Regions from separate parts of the Sus scrofa genome. Here region 1 is linked to region 2. The links are chromatin contacts, called in public HiChIP or PLAC-seq maps. All regions are on one chromosome and are shown on one strand. Each heading gives the region's core, a stretch centred on a gene start, on an enhancer-like site or on the middle of the called end of the contact. The rest is flanking DNA. Distances are from core to core; before and after follow the strand shown. Region 1 holds the start of NPL (N-acetylneuraminate pyruvate lyase (dihydrodipicolinate synthase)). Region 2 overlaps RGSL1 (regulator of G-protein signaling protein-like).

Region 1 (6,086 bases), core at 2,772-5,271, 290 kb after region 2:
GCATTTTCTCTCTCGAGCAATTCTCCATGCCCAGAGCTGCATCCTCCTCCTCCTCCCCACCTTCAAATTTTTTTTTTTAACTTTGCCCTTTTAAGAAAATTTGACTTGTCTGTGGATAGAGCTACGAGATCTCGAAAGATTATGAAAATAATAATACTCCTCAGGTGTTTCAGTCATAACATTCTAAGTTCACCCTAAGCCTTCGGCTGGAGAGCATTCTGACCATTTGTTTTTTGATGTAACCTGTGAAGAATTTGGAAGCATAACATACCCAGTTTTATGTAAAATTCGAATTTACAAAATATGGATCATTCTCAGTTACAGTTGTGATTTTTTACCCCATCTCTTCCTGTAGGAGTTTCACTGTTCATGAAGCCAGCAAACTTTGCTCTTTTATTTAGTGCTCATTTATCTGTGCAAAGATAGATTTTTGAAGCAGTCTTGCCTCCCCTACCCCATGGCTTACACTCTGGAAGAGCAAAACTACCCTACTAATATCTCTGAGGTAAAGTTTCTAATGAAAAACAAATATTTGAGGGAATTCTGAGGTATAAGAAATTATTTTCATTAAGGCATCAGAGAATGTTCTCTAGTTTTTAAAGTGAGTTCTAAACATTGGCTAGACTGAAGCAGCTAAAGTGAGAGGTACTGCCATTTTAGGTGGGAGAACCAGATGAGACAGGACAAGGTAGGGGCAATAGGGACCAGCTGGGCTAGTGTAATTTCAGGTGTGAAGAAATCTATGCTGAGACTCTCATACCGAGTATTTATATTCAAATACTCTCTACTTTGGTATTTGTCCCATGGAAATCAGGAAGAAGGTAATTAGCTTTTTTTTTTTTTGAGCAAGGCAAAAGCAAGATCAGAAATGGCTGAGCAGCTGGGAGATTAGTCTGGCAGCCTACCTGTACTGAAAAAGAAAATTCCAATTAGGACAGTGATTCCCAACTCCCATCCCAGGCCCCGTATTTTTTAACCAAACTATATGTAAGGACACTTAAGTAAATATATACATATGTATATATATGCCAGTCCAAGCTTCTGACTGTCCTAAGAATATTCTTGTGACTGCCCTAAGTATGAAATAAATGCAGCTAAAAGCACAAGAATAGGGAAATATAGAGCGTACAGCCTAATGTAGGAGACTTCTAATGTGGAACCTAGCTCTCTGGACTCTTATCACTTGACCTTTCTTGAACCCCTGTGAGCCCCTTGGACGTGGAGCTGTCTGTTGGTCCATTGGTCTAGATAAGAGGTAGCAAAGGATAAGTTATAAGAGGGGCGGTAAGGAGGGAGGGAGGGATTTCAGGGAAAGAAGATAACAAATGGAACTGAAATGACTTCATCTCTGAATAGAAAAGAGTAGCAGGAATAGGGGAGAAAACACCAGTGTGCCTGAGATGACAGGGAAGAGGGTGCTGATAAAGGAACACTACTTGCCAGCATTCTGTAGTCAGCAGACAAGGCTTCATGGAGAGGACTGTGAGCCTAGCTTTTGTTAATCACCTTACAAGAAATAATTCATTTAATTCTCTCAACAACCCTTTGAAATATTACTGTCATCCTAGTTTACAGAAGGGGGAACTGAAGCACAGGGAGGTTAAATAAGAGTCCCAAGGTCACCCAGCTGGTAAGCGGTGGAGCCAGGACATAGACCCGGAAGTCTGACTCTAGAGCTAGCGTTCTACCCCCTCCACTGTAAGGAACGAAGTAAGAAATTGTTTAGAAGACAAAATGGCAGGTCTGCTTTGGGCTGTCCTGAGCTGAATGGGTACAGGAGGGCCAGGGAAGACAGCAGTAGGCCCAGCATCAGCCTCATTGGATGTTGAGACATTCCTCTGGGGTAGACAGAACCTGTGTCATCGGGGCCTTGTGTTTTCCCCATGGGCCAGATGATTGCATTTCTGTTTCAAAACTTCCAAAAGGAAGTTCTCTTGTGGTGCACTAGGTTAAGGATCCAGCGTTGTCACTGCAGCAGCCCAGGTTGCTGCTGTGGCGCAGGTTCAGTTCCTGACTTGGGAACTTCCACATCTTCCACATGCTGTGGGCATGGCCAAAACAAACAAAAAAAAAGTGAAGAAAAAAAAAACCTCCCAACAGGATTTAATCTCATCTTCAAACTAGGAAAAGTCAGAGAAATCCTAGTATCCTGTATATCTGGTAGGGTTCCCCTTTGTTGCCTTTCAATATAAAACAAAGCTACTTGAAGGATTTGGGCTCAATTTCCAGAACAAACCTCTCCAGGGACATAGATGTTTGTAAGGGAGTGGTATCACTGTTGACTTTCCATAAAAACAGTGTTTTGCCATATGGTATAGACTTTCATGTTTTTGTCCTTGTTTTGCCGTGTTTCTGGCTTCAAGGGCTCACATGGGAATACAGAAAATCTTGGGGGATACAGAAAAAAAAATAGAACATATAACCTCTGTACTCCAGAAGTTTATACTCCTATTTGGGAAGACGAGATAAACAGCTAAGAGCAAACAAAATATGATAGTTCATAAGTATTATATTCTGTGGGTCAGAGTTAAGTGTAGTGAGCTTTGGGTTTTGAGATGCGCCCGTAGCCTCAGAACTATAACATACTCGCTCTTGTTCATTACCTGTAGACATCACTGTGTTTGCTCTAAGCCAACTATCTTTTGTATAACTGTAAGCCAGAATTGTCTGATTGTGTTTTTATTTTGTTTTGCTAATTATACTTTACATTTGTGTCTTCAAGTTTTTATGTCTTACAGCTCAAAAAAATAATAATGCTTCTGTAATTAGTTAAATGGCAAAGTTGGGGGTTGAACAAGGCAATCTGTTTGTAGAATCCAGGCTGTTAACAAGGATGCTTTATTGCTTCTCATTGCCTGTTTGAGATGAGTTCTTGGCTTCTTCTTTTTTTTTTTTTTTTTTTTTTTTTTTTTGGTCTTTTTAGGGCCACACTCGTGGCATATGGAAGATCCCAGGATAAGGTTGAATCAGAGCTGCTGCTGCCAGCCTACACCACAACCACAGCAATGCAGAATCTGAGCCTCGTCTGCGACCTATACCACAGCTTGTGGCAGTGCTGGATCCTTAGCCCACTGAGCGAGGCCAGAGATTGAACTCATGGATGCTAGTCGGGTTTGTTATCACTGAGCCACAGCGAGAACTCCCTTCTTGGCTTTTTTACGGTTATGGGTAGGTACACTCTCGGCCAGGTGGCGAGGGATCCCTTTGCCCCAGAGAGTGTGGCCAGGTTCACTGTCTTAGCAGTGATCTCACCATCTGCGGAAGTCCTCATCCAGCTACCATCTGAACACCTCATTTAATCACCCACATAGTCATCACTTTTTTACTGAACACAAGGTGTCCAGCAGAGCACTCGGTGCAGGGAAAGCAAAGGCAAATGCAGTCTGTTTCTGGCCCTGAGGGAGCTTGGTCTAAGGGTAAAAGAATATTTGTGATGTGGCTTACTAGAGCTGGGAAGAACTGAACAAAACTAGAATATGAAAGATCTTATTAGTGTTATTTAGATCACACTGAAGCCTTAAGACTTAAGAACTGGCTTTAGGGCAGATTCTCCCTTAATGGTATGAAGTTATGGAAAGAGATAAGAATATCCCTTTTCTCCCCCCCCCATATTTCAACCTGAGTAACAGTAATTTTTTATATACTCAACCTCTCTGAGTTAGGTTCATATTCTTTCCTGGGTCTGCTGCTGTTCACCCTTGCTCTTTGAGATTTCAGATTGCTACCATCCCCTACGTAGGTAAAATGGGAGCCCTTTCCAAGGCTGTTTTTCTAGAACAGTTCTCTCTTCTTGTCCCCACCTTTCCTGTCTTTAAAAAAAAAAAAGAGTTTCCTCCTCTCTAGTATGAAGCACTAATGTTTTACATTGTTCTCATTTGCTCTGGGTGTTTGTGTTCTTGTAAGCATTTTTCACAGTTCTAAGCTATGTAGGAATGGACTTTGCCCAGGAGTTTTATCATTAATGACAGTCCTTGAAAGAGAGAATTCCCTTGTATGTTTTCCAGACTTTGTCAGCAGCTCAATGGCCTCCCCGAAGAAGAAACTTCAAGGTCTCGTGGCCGCGACCATCACGCCGATGACTGAGCATGGGTAACTATGGCTTGGGACTAAAGGGCTCTCCCTCCACTGCAGAGGACGGTAGGTCTCTATAGCAGGTTGCTTCGACTTCGCGGCTCTGTGGCACCATTGCCAAGTGGCAGCTTCCGCCAGTCATCCCCCCCTCACTCTCTCTGGCCCCAAGTCAGAGAAGAGATCTCTGCCTCGCAAGCAGTGCAGAAAGAGACAAGGTAAGATATGGCGGCTCACCCTCCTCCCAGTGTCTAGCTCCACAAAGCAAATTCTCCTTGGATTTCATTGGAACCCTGGCCTTCCCACATAAGGCTGGTGGAGTTGGGTGAGGAGAGTCTCATTTTAGCAGGATTTGATGTCAATCTCTGGCCTCTAAACCCTGTCTCCAGACCATTCATAGACATGATGAAAATGTCCTACCCAGAGCAAAGTGGGGAAGGTGGCTGCCAGATGGACACCTTAAGGCATGTTTTACAGTCTCATTTCAACATGGGTTAGGAGTTCCCATTGTGGCTTGGCTGGTTAAGGACCCAGCATTGTCTCTGTGAGGATGCAGGTTCCATCCCTGGCCTCACTCAGTGTGTTAAGAATCTGGCATTGACGCAAACTCCACCATAGGTTGCAGGTGTGGTTTGGATCCAGCGTGGCTGTGGCTGTGCTATAGGCCAGCAGCTGAAGCTGCAAATAGACCCCTGGCCCAGGAACGTCCATATGTCACAAGTGTGGCCATAAAAAGGAAAAAAAAAATTGGTTAAATGTTGGGGAGCAGATGATTGTTGAGAAATCCTTACCCAAGCAGGCATTTTGCCCTCCAGATGAATATTATGGCCATCCTTTTGCTGGTACTCTCAGCTAGTGGTCACATGCCCTGGGTCTCCATCAGCAATAATAGAAGGCCTCCCAGGACATTGCCATTAACCAGGTGGGGAGTCCTCCACCTTCTGGATCTAAATGTTTTTGACCCATTAGAGGAGTCATTCTAACAAAGCAGCCAGAATTCTGTCTTCTTTAAGCTTCCTCTTTCTTCATCTATAAAATGTAATTTTAGTCGTACCTGCATCATGGAGTTATGAGTGTAAAAATGAGATAATCCATATAATAGTACTTAGCACAGGTCAGTATGTACTTAGGTCAATAAGTTTGAACTGTCCTGGTGGCATGAGGCAGCGGTCAAGAGGAGATGAGGTATTTAAGATATCTTTAAGTAAAGCTTTTATGCTTTTGATCTTCCATTGCTGAATTTGTAAACCCTAACCCTGTTCCTTTAAAGCAGATGAAATTTCTTTTTTTTTAGTATTTTCGTTCAAGGTTGGTCATACCACAGTTTTCCCTTAGATCTTCAGATAATCTTCTAACTTCTAATATTCACAAATAATCACATCTTTACTAGGTCTAAATACAATTCTTGCTGAGACGGCATATAAATTACTCAGTGGTTAGTAGCAATTTTTTTTGTTTCCGTTGCTTCTCTGCTTCTGCAAGCCCTAAGAAAAACTGTAGTCAGCTCTTTGTCAGTGTGTCCGCTACTTGTTGGGCAGATGAAACAGAAGGCATGTGATTGCATGAGCAGACAAGATTTACTTCCTGTTATGGAGTAAGATCCTGTTTGCAAGCTCAGAACACTACATCTGGTTGATGCCACTTTAACCTTTTTAATCAGACCCTCTAAGCCTAGAAGTGGCTTCTTCAGGGTCTCATTTGTTCATCTGGCACCCACGGAGTGTGTGTTCTAACACGCTGTTCTGCTCTTTTCTTGGGACACTAGGACCTACATAATTAGAGATAACTAAAATGACTCTGCTTTTCCAGATTCTTCTCTGTTTCCCAAATACCTCTGACCCTGTTGCCTCTATTACACTATTTCCTCTTTTTGCATGAATTCTTTTCTAAGATCCTCACTTTCCTAAGATGTGCAGTCAAAATAAGAATGCAGTTTTTTTTTGGAGTTCCCATCGTGGCGCAGTGGTTAACGAATCCGACTAGGAACCATGAGGTTGCGGGTTCGGTCCCTGCCCTTG
Region 2 (6,158 bases), core at 2,138-4,637:
GAATTACCTGGGAATGTTTACTGACATGATTATTGCAAGGCACCACCCCCGAGAGACTTCACATGAGTACCTCCGAGTAGAACCTATTTGCCTGCACAACTTGGAAAAACACTGGAACTCAAAGGAAGGAATCTCAGGTGGTGACACCTCAGTTCTGTCTGGAGATGAGCAGAAGAGTGAACACTTTTCTGGCCTTCCTCAAATAACATCAGCATCACTGGGTGTATGTGTTCACTTTTGGCTCTTAGACTGTTTATACCCAGAAGAACACACTTGGGCCTAGTATTTGGATGAAGTTATATGTGAAGAATCATAAGGGGTTCATCCTCCATTGTATGTTCTCCCCACTTTCTCTAAGTTCTTCCTTACATTCTGTGAATTTGGGAGCAAAGGAAGGAAGGTATAAATGACATCAAAGACGAGTGGGAAGAGAGGCAATGAGGGGGCTAGAGCACAGCCTCCGAGAAGGGCTGATGGCCAGGCATCGGGCTGGAGAATATACTTATTTCATCATGTGGCAATGGTTGGTTAGCTATCCATGAACCAGAGCAGAAGACCAGAACGGAACCCATGACACCCACCCCACCGTAAATCTGGGTTTTCTCCAAAACCATTTCCCTCCTGTATGTGGATGCAGTGAGCTGAATAGAGAATATAAGTCAACTTCAAGAAGCCCCCTCCACACTCTAGAGCCTGACCTGGCCACTCCTGAGCCTCTTGCCTCTGCCTGTGGTCAGACCAGTCTTCAGTTCCATGGGAGGCTTTGAGGGGCATCTGTACCCAGGACTGTCTCTCTTCTTCTATGGACTTTATCACACACGACTCATCTCCAGGGCCTTGATATGCAACTACCACGTCCAGTATCTGCCACGCCATCCCTGGAGCAAAGGAAGATGGGCGAGGCTGCAGCAAATACACTACGTGGGGCTGGTGAAGATACTGAGCACCTTCATTTTAGTGGCCCAAGAACTGCATAACATTCGTGGGCCATTTGTACTTATCACCAAGATGTATCATCAGAGGAACTTTTTGTACCACAAACAGTGGCAGCACCTCACTTTCTACATGACCTTCTTCCTGAGTGGGTGTGTAGATGTGGTGAGCCAGAACCTGCTGCCCCAGAGGTCACCTGCTCTGGAGCAAGGCGCCCAAGCTCTGGGCATGTTTCTGATTCTGCCCCTGATGGTGTCTCACTTGCAGGACTCAGAAGGCGTGGAGCTGCTGTGTCACATCCTGCTCATCCAGGCCTTGTTCCTGCTGCTGCTGGTGGTGATTGCAGAGCTGTGGGCTCCCAACATGCTGCAGCTCTGGGTACTGAAGGCCTTTTTGTATATGATTACAGGCTCTTGGCTGATTCAGATCGGCTTTATGCTATTCAGACCAATCTCCGGCCATAAATGGATGGATGATGACAAAAACGATATGATATTTGTCACCACCTTCTTCTGCTGGCACGTGGCTTCCCTCGTCATTGTGATGATCTGGATCTATGGCTTCTCCTTTCTGTGGTATTGCTACATTCGTTGATGCCTGAACCAGGTGAGCCCAGAATGGTTCCTGTCACCTGTGCCTTCTGGAACACCTGGAAGAGAAGTTGGGGAAAGAAGAGCCGTCAGAGAGGAAGAGCAGGTGTCCTTCCTCCAGAGGTGCCACCTGAGACAACAGACTCCCCGGGGACCAGTATGCCTCTCTCTCCCCTTTCGGCTTTCTTTAGTCCCATTTTCTGGGCAGTGTGCAGGGAGAAGGCAAGTGAAATACAGGAGGCGTGTGACTGTGACCTTCACTTTCAGCTCCCCAAGGATTCTCCCTACCACCACCTCTCTTCAGATCTGTTCTCGCTGCTTCTCTGCACACCTCATGCCCCACCCCCTACCCTGTAGAATGTGAAAATAAACGTACTATATCCTGCCTCTGGATCTTTATAAATATCCCTCGCCCACCATGTAGAATACCTACCACTAGTCGCTGATGTTTAGTCCATCGTAGTGATTTACAGTCTTTGGTACAGCATAGTGATTTACCCATCGTGATAACCACCTCCTCATCCTTTCTCTTTCTGAATCACGTCCATACTCACACTAAGTCTTAACTGTTATTTTGACCATCTAGCACTCCTAGAACTGTTGTTGAGGTCCTTCTTTTGATTACCTTATGGTTTATCAAACAGAAAGGTGGGTAGGTTTTTAAGCTTTGTTGAGGTATACTTAATATTAAAAAAAACCTGGAAGTATTTAATGTATACATTGTGATGAGTGTGGCATAAATATATGGTGAAACCATCACCACCATCCTCAAAGGCCATTTCTTCTGCAGGGTCTAGTAGAACAGAGCAGCAGTCTGCACAGAGTGAGGTCTCAAAAGTATTCCTCTGCTTCCAGAACTTCTCTATCCCCGTCTCCCCAAGTGTAGAGCCTGTCAGTTTCTTCTACCTGGACAGATCAACCCCTTGCTCTGTACACACTTCAACCAATGTCCAAGTAAGACCCACGGCTTTCTGGTTCTCATACAAAATAAAATCCAGTGGCTTGTTTATTCTGCACACTTTTCTTTCTGATCCCACAACTATTCTATGAAGTAGGTTCTGAATGGTCACCTAAAACTCAAAACTCTTAAGAAACTGGCTTCAGGTAGCCAGACATTTAGTCCTGTCACATAATGCTGTAGCTGGGTGTCAAGGGCAGTGAAATTCTTGGGAGTATTATTGGGGACCTACAAAAGAATGTGTTTATGCCACTCCTTCTGCTTTTCTCCCTGTCATCCCAGAGTATGGAGAAGCTGGCAAGCTTTCCTCACTTCTGGACATGGCTAAAATATCTATCTGTGTTTAGGATGGAGTAAGGGTGAGGCAGGGATTCTAGAGAATATCCTTCCAGTTTCCCCCTTTGCCCTTTTCCTTTGGTTATGGCCCTATTCTTCCTTGTTAATTTTCTTGTTCCAAAGTTAAGGTGTAGCCAGGGTAAATTGTTTTCTGGCGATTAAGGGCCTCTACTCTCTGGCTTTGGGGGCTTGTGAACATTCTGAGTATCGTAAAGGAGGGAGGTGCTTCCCAGTGTTGTTTACAGGGACCCAGCAGTGTCTCAGAATTTGGGATAGAATGCACGTGTGGGACGTCCAGTGTGTGACGAGGTGGCAGCTCTCCACAGGAGCCCTGCACCTTGCACTAGTGAGACGGTTAAGTAGCGATGTTGCTCTCTACAGGAGATGAGCTGTGGTCCCCAGCATGGAAACACAGTCCTCCTCTGGCACTGGTTCAGCGCCAGGGCTTCTCCTTGCTCCCAGTGACCGTGGAGGTCCATGTTTCCCCTGGAGGTTCTGCCCTGTTCCTGGTTGTCACCTCTGGGTCCCATCGTGTTGTTTCTTGCCCGGAACCTTGGGTGTCTTTGCAGGCCACGCCCAGCCTTGCAGCTCTTCCTTCCTGTGGCCTAGTTGAAACTCCTCTGGTGCCCTGAGGTGGGGGTGATAGAGAATCTGTTTTTCCTCTTCAGTCTGTTCTAGTGATTCAGCAAAACTGTTTTCTACTTTACTCAGGCCTCCTCTTTTTCATATTAAAAGCATATTTTGAATTTTTTAATCTAATAATTGATTTTTCTTCGCTAGTACAATCTGACCTCATTCTGAGGCAATGTGTATCTATCTATCTATCTATCTCTCTCTATATATATATATAGATTTTTTTTTTTTTTTTTTTTGCTTTTTAGAGCCACACCCATGGCATATGGAAGTTCCCAGGCTAGGGGTCGAATCGGAGCTACAGCTGCCAGCCCACACCACAGCCACAGCAACTCGGGATCTGAGCCATGTCTGTGACCTACACCACAGCTCAGGGCAACGCCGGATCCCCAACCCACTGAGCTAGGCCACGGATCAAACCTGCATTCTCATGGACACTAGTTTGATTTGTTTCTGCTTCACCACAACAGGAACTCCCACTGAAGCAATATCTTTTACTAATTAGGAAAAAAAGTTACATACAAGGGCAGAAAAGCAAACCCCAAATATTACTGTTTCAAGGCATTATCTCTCTAGGAAGGTAAAAGTTGAAGAGATACCAAAGACAATTTTTGATAGATCTGTCTCATTTCTGAGTACCTGTGAGGTCCCGTGAGATACTAATGAGCTCATCTCTCGTAGTAAATGAATGCCTCCAAATATTATGTCTTACAACATGTACCTTTTTTTTTTTTTTTTTTTTTTTTTTTTGGCCATGCCCATGGTGTGCGGAAGTTCCCAGTCCAGGAATCAAACCTGTGCCCCTGCAGTGACTCCAGCCACAGTGGTGACAAGGATGGATCCTTAACCCAATAGGTCACTAGGGAACTTCATCACAAGATGTATCTTTGAGGTAAAATAATAAATAGTAGCAGGCACCTTCAAAGCCACAAAGGATTAATACTGAGGCTAGATAACAATAGTGGACTAGACAGGCCTGCCGTTTAGGTGATAAAGAACTTTCTGTATTCTTCATATCCCAGTAGGTATGAGCACTCTGACAATAACCCTAATCACATTGGAATGTAAAATCAGTTGAAAATAAATCTGGGAAAAAAACAAAAATAAAAAAACAAGTAGAATTTTGGAGTGAAAGGTGTAATCTTTACCACAATCCACCAGAGGGCACTATCTTTCCATAGGCTGGGAAAGGGGCACTGGCCCTCCATTTATACTGAGGTATCGATTTTAAAGAAATGAAGGATGAAGAAGAGGGTAGAAAAATACATAAGCATCTAGTAAACATAATGAAAGTCTGTTTCCTGTTAAACTTAGATGTGTGGACATGAATAAATATGGAACAAAATGTTTGCAGTTGCTTATATTGCAGTCACTATCCAATAAGTATTGTACACATTTAATCAATTAATATTAAGCTTTTAAACTTGGCATATAGAATTACTTATGCATAATTTTATTTATAATTGCTTTCATTTGCTCATTATTTTTCAATGAAATTTGACAAACCAAAATTTACTAAACAGAGACTGTTTTCCCATTTTGTTAATTAAAATTCCTTAGACATTTCATATCATAATTGAAAATATGATTTAAGGAATTCTCTTTGGTACAGTGGGTTAAGGATCTGGCATTGTCACTGCAGTGGCTTGGGTCACTGTTCTGTGGCACAGGTTCGATTCTTGGCCTGGGAACATCCACATACTGTGGGCGCAACCAAAAAAAAAGAAGAAGAAGAAGTAGAAGGAGAAGAAAATATGATTTAAAAATACTTTAAATACCTAAGAAGGCAGATTTACAAAGCTAACAAAGAAAGTTCTTCTCCTAAGAACTTAAGAAGGCTCTTGTAAATTTAATGTCAGATTTTAAAATAAATGCAAAACAAAATTTAAGCATTTTATTCAATAAAAAACATACACAAAATACACATTTTAAGTATATTTGCATGAATAAAACTTAAGCAGAGAGAAACATTTTTATATGCTTGGGTTTAAATCTACCAACACAACCAAAATAATTAAAATTACTGTCTCTAAACTACTTGTGTCTTCTTGTCTAAAATTTATTTCTAAGGGCATTAGAATACATTTTTCACGTGAAGGGGAGGTTTGATTTACTGGCACATGTGAAATAACATGGGCTCTTGAATCACATAGGCAGGGTCTAATCTCACTGTTGCATTTACTGTCTTTCATTGAAAAGGAGGTGATGATAATCCCTGTTTTGTAGGCTTAAGAATTGAGTGAGAAGAAAGTATAAACATCTCGTCTAATTCTTCCTCACAGAAGGCATTCAGCTAATGTTTATTCAATCTCTTTTCAAAGCTGATGGATAGTAACCCACAACCAACCAGAGGAAATTACCTGGGAAGGAAGAGAGGGGCTGGAAAATCAAGCATGGATATTAGGTTGGATTTTTCCAGCTTATCTGAGAGACAAGTCAAACCATTAAACATGTGTCAAATACATGCTACATTTCCAGGATAGTAGATCAAAAGGGCATATCAGAAATAAATGAACAGATGCCTACTCCCTCAAAGCATAAAATCAAGTTAAAGAGAACTTGAACTTAACATTTATAATTAAACAAAAAATGATGAAGAACTGTCAATGCACACAAAATAAGTAGGCAAAGAGTCTGGTGTGTTCAAGGGACTCCGGGAAATCAGGCAATAGCAAGAAATCTTTAGACCGAGTCCTGTACCAGAGGCA

The links. HiChIP or PLAC-seq counts read pairs in DNA pulled down with a chosen protein or histone mark.
Region 1: a contact with region 2 is called in an H3K27ac HiChIP or PLAC-seq map of alveolar macrophages. The contact joins the promoter of NPL here to the enhancer-like site in region 2. A contact is called at or near these places in 1 of 47 Hi-C or Micro-C datasets (fetal skeletal muscle) and 1 of 2 datasets of contacts at active chromatin or transcription factors (alveolar macrophages).

The regions. Positions count from the first base shown.
Region 1 is chr9:124,094,074-124,100,159 of Sscrofa11.1, forward strand. NPL (N-acetylneuraminate pyruvate lyase (dihydrodipicolinate synthase)) reads left to right here and starts at 4,022. Exons shown (of 11, transcript NM_214071.1): 1 at 4,022-4,089. The coding sequence starts at 4,022.
Region 2 is chr9:123,808,079-123,814,236 of Sscrofa11.1, forward strand. The region is part of intron 1 of RGSL1 (regulator of G-protein signaling protein-like); the gene reads left to right. Among named protein-coding and RNA genes, the nearest start is that of TEDDM1, 38 kb to the left of the region's middle. Within about 2 kb of position 3,388, at least 4 of the 83 cell types and tissues checked have an H3K27ac peak or open chromatin away from gene starts, as enhancers often do. A contact at or near this core is called in alveolar macrophages, where this site is marked.